Linked DNA regions of Mus musculus: region 1 is linked to region 2. The links are chromatin contacts, called in public HiChIP or PLAC-seq maps. All regions are on one chromosome and are shown on one strand. The core of a region is the stretch at or near the end of the contact, and the rest is flanking DNA. Distances in the headings are between cores, read along the strand shown.

Region 1 (4,158 bases), core at 699-3,198, 280 kb after region 2:
TCTCTCTCTCTCTCTCTCTCTCACACACACACACACACACACACACACACACACACACTAAATCTTAAAAAATAAAACCTTTAGTGTTTGAAACTCATTAAGTGACCAATCACTGCCAAACCAGTCTTTTGCCTTTCTGGCCTTTCCCATTTAGGATTTAGATGGGATGCCATGTGATGTATTACATATCTAAACTGGCCCCATGACGAAACTCATAAGCCTTGAGGAGGTCACCTTGCTGAGACCCATCAAGGCTATTTCCCCCAGGTAAGCATGGCCACTCTTAAGGACTTGTTTTTGTTCTCTCTCTCTCTCTGTCTCTCTGTCTCTGTCTGTCTCTCTCTGTCTCTGTCTCTCTCTCTCAATCTCTCTCTCTCATTCTTTTTTTAATCTGTTCTAGTCTGAGTTGTATCTTTGCCTTGGGTAGAAACATGACTTCTGAACTGCTAGGGAGATTGTAAGATCACTATCTAGCAAGAGAGATTTCTTCAAAGAAGGGAGATAGCACTGTCTTGCTTCATCCAAATGGGCCTGTCAATCATCTGAACAGAAAAACACCCTTCAGGAAAGCTATCTGTTCAAGAGACTTTAGAAAATACTTATAGAGTCCACCTGTAGGGTGACACAATGGTCTCTCAGGCCATTTGTCCACTGTCAACCCATGAGAATGTTTTCTACCACAGTGGTCCCTTTGGTCTTGGCCTACCATCACCCTTAAGAATAGCTCCTATTATTTTGTAATAACTCCAGGTCTCTTCACACTGTGCCCTTTTCTGAATCATTTTGATGGAGAACACAAGGACTGGGGAGCAAGCTGAGGAGATGTCATTGCGAGATCCCAGTAGTACTGCTGCCTCAAATATAGATGACTCAGTATAATGACCTGAGTCTGATTTCAAGATCCCACATGATTTTAGGAGAGAACCAACTCCCAAAAGTTATTCTCTGACCTCCACAGGCATGCTGTGACACGGGCAAGTTCACAAGTACACACATATACACACACACACATGTACAAGCACAGACACATGCAAGCACATACAAGCATGCACAATTAATTAATGTAAACATTTATACAATAAAAAAACAAGGGTTAATTAAGACAAAATGAGAATAAATGGGTAGGCCTGAATATTAGTTATATTTTCATCGATTTGACACAGATTTGAAACACTCATATAAGGAACAGAAACGATAAGGCCACCATCAAGCCGAAAAGAAATCAGCTCAGCTGAGCCCTTGGTCTTGGATTTCCACCCTCCAGAACTGTGAGAAAGTAAATTCCTATTGTTTCAGCCCTCGGAGCTACAGCCTAGAGGTGGGGCAGAGATCTACCAAGCCAAATCCCGCCCCGACTTATTTTAAAATCTGTCAATCATTTACATTCCCTTTGAGTTTAATCCCTAAAGCAGCCAAATTATTACCTCTCTGAATCTGCCCGAATGCATGGCTCTTCTCTATTTTTTTAATCAAAATGAGAGTCCCCAGTAAAGCATGTTTTTGCTGGTAGGCTGTAACATAATCAAATAGGCACTATATGTTTTAATGAATAATTTATATATTGTGCCGGTATTAGCTCGGCAATTATCTTCCTACCGCTTGCTGGGACCTAGCCACAATTATTAATATGTTAGTGTGCTGATTATTGAGATTTCAGAGCACCTTCAATCAAGTCAATAAAAGAAATGAATAAAATAAATTATAATACATTCTACAAAAAGTACTAGAATATATATGATCCACAGATCCTGATTTAAAAAAAAATAATTAAACAGCAATGTAGAAAAGTGAAATTGGCTGAAATATCAAACATTCTCATAGCCGTGATGAGCATTGATTTTGCATAATGATTGGTTTATTCAACTCCGTTGCTGTTTCAGGGACTGGGGAAAAAAATTCATGTGAACTGAACAAAATACACTTAAAGTGATCAAAGAGGAGATGCCAACAGAATACCAAGAGAACCAACAAACAGCAAACGGAGCCTGTTCTGCTTCAGCAGAGGATTAGTGCCTTCCTGTGAATGTAGCTTAATCAGACTCATGGATACAGACAACCAACCCAGTCAATGTTGTGTGCAGTCTGACCTACTGCTCTCTGTCCCACCTCCCTTCCCCTGCCCCTAAGCCTCTCTGCTTCATCTGGAAGGTCTGGGTCTCTTTTCACCATGCTTTGTGTTTTACATCCTGTTCATTGTTTTCATTGTTTCTTCGTTCCTATGTGGTGTTTTGAATCACATCCACATTCATTTGAGGGCTTTTGTTGGCGGACCCATATCCTCAAAGTGTTGCCCAGGCAGAATAGCCAAGCACTTCGAAGGTAGGGCCTGTCTTCATCTGCATTTCCTGCTGATAGTAGACAGAGACAGGACTTAAGAGTAAAACCATTTTACTCCATATTCCTGGGGCTTTCTGGCCACGTCCTCTTCACACAAGGTAACCTTTCAATTAAGGAAATGGATAAGTTGCAGTATGTTCACATAGCATATAACTGTAAATGAATGCATGATATAGGTGGGTGTCACTCACATAGCATTGGGTAAAAAAAAAGTAGACATAAGCAGGTAAAATACTGGATGAGCATCGTAAAAAAATGATGTAGCAAGGCAGATAGAGCTAAGCTGCATGGCAGAAGGTCAGAGGGAACAAAAGCTGAGAAGCACTGCTCTGTGCTGCAGCCTAGAGTGGCCTGTGAGCTCCTCAGAGACTTCCATTCGGATGAAGTAGAGACTCTTGACTGTCAAAAAGCAATCAAGGGAATATACAGCCAGCCAACAGCCTAGAGCAAATTAAATGTAGAGAAACTTAAAGCAATTCCTCTAAAAATCAGGGACAAGGCTGTTCACTCACTCTGTATCTATTCAACAAGGCACTTGAAGTTCTAGCTAGAGCAATAAGACAACTAAAGGAGATCAAGGGGGATACAAACTGGAAAGGAAGAAGTCAAAGTATCACTATTCGCAGATGATATGAGAGTATACATAAGTGACCACAAAAATTCTACCAGAGAACTCCAACACTGATAAATACCTTCAGCAAAGTGGCTGGATACAAAATTAACTCAAAGAAATCAATAGTCCTCCTTTATACAAACAGGCTGAGAACTTAGGCAAGCAGCACTCTTTACAATAGCTATAAATAATATAAAATATCTTGGTGTAACTCTGACCAAGCAAGTTAAAGACCTGTATGACAAGAACTTCAAGTCTCTGGAGAAAGAAATTGAGGAAGATATCAGAAACCCTGTCTCGAAAAATAAACAAACAAACAAACAAACAAAAGAAAATATTTCCCATGCTCATGGATTGGTAAAATTAACATAGTAAAAATGGCTATGTTACCAAAAGCAATCTACAGATTTATTGCAATTTCTATCAAAAATTCAACACAATTCTTTATAGACCTTGAAAGTACAATTCTCAACTTTATATGGAAAAAACAAAACAAACCAACCCAGGATATCTCAAAAAATCTTGTACAATAAAAGAACTTCTAATCACCATCAGATTTCAAGCTGTACCACAAAGCAAAAGTAATAAAACTTCATGGTACTGGCATAAAAACAGACAACTTGATCAATAGAACTGAAGCCCCAGAAATAAACCCACACACCTGTAGACACTAGATTTTTGACAAAGAAGGCGAAACCATATAAAGGAAAAAAGAAAGTATCTTCAACTAATGGTGTTGGTCTAACTGGATGTCTGCATGTAGAAGAATGCAAATAGATCTACATTTATCACCCTGCACAAAATTCAAGTCCAAGGGTATCAAAGACCTCCACATAAAACTGGACACACTAAATCTAATAGAAGAGAAAGTGGGAGCATCCTGGAACACATTGGCACAGTAGACAACTTCCTGAAAAGAACACCCATAGTTCAGGCACTAAGGTCAACAATTAATAAATGGGACCTCATGAAACTGAAAAGCTTCTATAAGATGAAGGACACCATCAATAGGAAAAAACGGCAGCTTACAGTATGGGGAAAAAAAGTCTTTACCCATCCTACATCTGACAGAGGGTTAATATCCTAAATATACAAAGAATTCAAGAAATTAGACACCAACAAACCAAATAACCCCATTAAAATAGAGGCATAGAGCCGGGCAGTGGTGGTGCACGCCTTTAATCCCAGCACTTGGGAGGCAGAGGCAG
Region 2 (3,780 bases), core at 995-3,494:
AAGATCTCATTCATCACCAAGAGGCAGAAACAGCACAGAAACTCTTATAATGGGTCTGATGAAGTGAGTGTTGCAAGCAAAGCATTATGGGAATGTGGAGAGGCAGGCTCTGAGAGAGGTGTCCTGGGGTGTGAAGAGACAAGTAGGAAGAATCTGGAATTGACAGAGCACCTGTGCTGTGACAGACATGTTATATACACAGCACACCGGATGGATCACAGAACTCCCTAAGAGGCAGTCACTGTTTTTATGTCTTTTTTTTTTTTTTTTTTAAATCAGGAAACCCATGCTTAGAGTGGTTTACAGTCCAAGGTCATTCACCAAGGACACAGCCATGCTGCCCTGTGTTTCTGCCTACAGACCGACAGAAGACGCAGCCCAGCACAGAACGCAGCTGCAAGCGTATCTGTCATTTTCTGATCTTCACTTAAACGGCAAGGTTCAGAGATCATGGGTTTCAAACAGTCCCTGCAGCTTACCTAACACACGTAAACACATAGCAATTAAAAGAAAAAGAATCGTTCATCTGGATGTAGCCAAAAATCTTCTCATGGATTACAATGGGTGCTACTGGGACTTTTCCATGTTCTTGAAAGATGAGTGGGGGTGGCCCCACAAACTGTATTCATTCATTTAAGCATCACCCTATGTTACTAGGGGGGTTTTTGTGTCTATACACAAAATGACCCATCTCCCAGCCCAGAAAGATTGCTGTATTTTAACAACAATCTGGCCTGCACCTGAGATCCTCAGGCATTTGTGGTTCACCTGAATGAAAAGCAATGATCAAGTGTGAATGATTGCCTGACAGTGCCCAGTTCTGTGCAGCTCTGGGAAGCTGCCCCTGCAAGCCAAAGTCCCCCACAGAAGACTAGCTTCCTTGACACTGCAGTGAAAGTCAACAACCACCAGGGGGCAGTAACACAAACCAGATATTTTTCCTCCGGGCCTGAATGTGGATGTGCCCGGTTTAATGCGTAAAGCCCATTATTACAAGCCTTTCCTCTCCCCACCCCCTATTAATGAACAAATGCCCAGGGGTAATGCAGAGATTTCTAAATACAGTGCAAGAAAGGGCAATCTGTACTCATACACAGGGAGTCTAACATGCAGTAATAAGTGGAAATGAAAATAATCAAGATGCAAGTGAGCCATTAGGCTAAAGAGCTAGCCCTCTGTCTGGCTGCAAACACAGAAATGCAGATGCCTGGCTCGCAGAAACGGGCATTTTAAAAATATTTATTTCACAAGTTCCTATTTAGAGTTCATAATACTATCCATAATTACAACCTCCGAGCTCCAAGAGGGGGTCTAACAAGAATTCCATATCTAGTATAGAGCACAGAGAGGGATGGTTCTCTCAGCCTAAGGTAAATGCATGAATTATTCAGGAACTTCCATGGGCATTTTAAATCATAACTTTGTGCTGTAAACAATAGCACACGTTAAAAAAAAAAAAGGTAAAAAGATGAAGAGCTGTCTAATCTCCAAGCCATAAAACAGCTACTGACACCCACAGTCTCCTAATGGTTGCTGTAGCGTTCCATAGGAATCCGTTGGCGTACTTACAGGTTTTAAACATAGCAGCAGAGAGAATATAATAACACGGAACCTACTTCTTCCCTGGGAACAAAGAATCCGGGATGATTCTGCCATTTTCGTGACAAAGGGAAGATTACGCAGTCCTTTCTTTTAAGTTGTTTGGAATTTGGGGCCTGTGGAAAAGGTGACAAGGCCACTGCTAGCAGCCTAGTCTCCGGAGTCACCCCATCACATCCCAATATTCATAACCTGATAGATTACACAGCTATTATCCACGCAACATGGCTGAAACACACGTGGAATTCTGAGTCAACTGACCATAACCCTCTACATTTTCTATTGAGGTTGTTCTGGGAATGAAAATGTACCCCTCTGGGCTTCAGTTTCCTAGCAACAGAGGTAGGAGAACAGATCTTGCCCTATGCCCTTGTGTGGTGTGAAGGTCATTCGGCATAATGGGAGGGAAAAATGTTAAGAACCCTTGAGATTTATGAAGACTCTCAGTGTGTGTCTTCTCTCCAGTTCACAGGAGGAACTGGAGCTGCAGAGACGAATCCAAGGTCACGTAGGTGAAGCCAGAGCCAGGGCCCCAGCTGGCTCTTCTCATCCAAGGCTATGATTCTTCCCTTCCCTCCTCGGAGCTGAGCACACACAACACAGCTGTCTCAGTCTGCTCTGGAAAAATACCTCAGACTGGAGGCACACAGCAGGACTGTGGACTTTGGTAAAGGGCAAAGTATAGCAAGGCAGGTTGTATTGCAAGGCCCCTTCTCCTGCCTCGTAGATGTTTAGGTTGTGTTTACACATCTTCCCTGAACACAGGAGTAAAAACAGAAAGTAGCCCCCTGGTGCCTACTGCCTTTTCTTCTAAGGACGAAAATCCCTCCGTGGGAGCTCTATCAGTATGACCTCATCTAACCCAAATTACCCAGATCAAAAACCATCACACTAGGGGAGGAGAAGGCTTTAGCAGAGGAGGTTCAATGGAGAAATCCCAGAAATATTCAGCCCATAATAAAAGACAATATGACGGACTTGTTCATCTCCCCATCTCTTTAATTTAGGTCAACAAATATTCGCAGGGCATGTGCTAGGAGCCAAGCACAGTTGCAGGCACTGTGGACACAAAGATGAATAGGAGACCCTGAAAGGATGGCTTAGGACAGAAAATGTCAGTATAGGTCCTAGGAAATTCCCTTCAGGGTAGGGTTTGTGTGACTGGTGAGCACTAGGGACTGTACAGGGACTGGTCGGTTACAACCTTCCCAAGAACTTCTTTCAGACAGCTCTGCTCAAAACAACTACAGTATGAGTCTGGATGCTAATCAGTACATAATTAATATTTGATAAGGTAATTAATTTATTAATTTGCTGGGGAAGAGAAAGAGATAAGTCATTTTCAGCCTACAGATGCCTGGAAGGAGCCACATAGGATCTGCATGTGCCTCATGGGATGGGGGTGTCACCAGTCCGGCTGTACTCTGGTAGTACTGGCATTGTGGAATAATTATTGCATATAATGGATTTCTGAGTTGAGGTGGCATAATTTAAGCTATTTTGGGGGTTCAGAAACTAAAAGGACTCAGCTTCAACTTATGTATATTGGATCACTACATGTGTGATATAAATGCACATGCATTAGATAAAAGAAAGGAAAATAGAAATATATGAAATGTCATTTAATTCTAATAGCAAATCTGTAGAGAAATTTGTTACCCAGAGAAATTAACTCAAGCTCAAACATACTAACTAAGGCAGTACTAGAACATTCTTGCAAACCATCCAAATGTTAATTTGAAAAGAGAGAGGAAGGAGAGAGGAGGGGAGGAGAAGAGGAAAGGAAGGAGGGGAGAAAGGAAAGAAGGAAGGAAGAAGAAAGAAGAAGAAGAAGAAGAAGGAGAAGGAGGAGGAGGAGGAGGAGGAGGAGGAGGAGGAGGAGAAGGAGAAGGAGGAAGAGGAGGAGGAGGAGGAGAAGGAGAAGAAAGACAGAAAGAAAAGAGAGAGAGAGAGAGAGAGAGAGAGAGAGAGAGAGAGAGAAAGAAAGAAAGAAAGAAAGAAAGAAAGAAAGAAAGAAAGAAAGAAAGGAAGGAAGGAAGGAAGGAAGGAAGGAAGGAAGGAAGGAAGAAAGAAAAAAGAGAGATTTCTTTTACAAATATTCTTCCAGCTGTAAGGATTACTTTTGCACTCTGTTTTCTGGTGTGCAACCACATTTTAGGAGTGAAGGTCTTCTTTGAAGGT

What was found. HiChIP or PLAC-seq counts read pairs in DNA pulled down with a chosen protein or histone mark.
Region 1: a contact with region 2 is called in an H3K27ac HiChIP or PLAC-seq map of SST interneurons, with 5 times the contacts expected there. The contact joins two enhancer-like sites. A contact is called at or near these places in 2 of 15 datasets of contacts at CTCF or cohesin (the NIH/3T3 cell line and large pre-B cells), 3 of 484 Hi-C or Micro-C datasets (bone marrow-derived macrophages, cerebral cortex and embryonic fibroblasts), 8 of 115 datasets of contacts at active chromatin or transcription factors (the SCID.adh cell line, SST interneurons, T-cell acute lymphoblastic leukemia and 5 more) and 1 of 9 other capture datasets (embryonic stem cells).

What each region holds. Positions count from the first base shown.
Region 1 is chr14:64,479,778-64,483,935 of GRCm38.p6, forward strand. No RefSeq gene overlaps it. Among named protein-coding and RNA genes, the nearest start is that of Msra, 41 kb to the left of the region's middle. Within about 2 kb of position 1,949, at least 4 of the 459 cell types and tissues checked have an H3K27ac peak or open chromatin away from gene starts, as enhancers often do. A contact at or near this core is called in SST interneurons, where this site is marked.
Region 2 is chr14:64,201,092-64,204,871 of GRCm38.p6, forward strand. The region is part of intron 5 of Msra (methionine sulfoxide reductase A); the gene reads right to left. It overlaps Gm52129 (a long non-coding RNA gene), which reads left to right. Exons shown (of 3, transcript XR_003951176.1): 2 at 1-63; 3 at 2,065-3,780. Among named protein-coding and RNA genes, the nearest start is that of Gm52129, 3.6 kb to the left of the region's middle. Within about 2 kb of position 2,245, at least 38 of the 459 cell types and tissues checked have an H3K27ac peak or open chromatin away from gene starts, as enhancers often do. A contact at or near this core is called in SST interneurons, where this site is marked.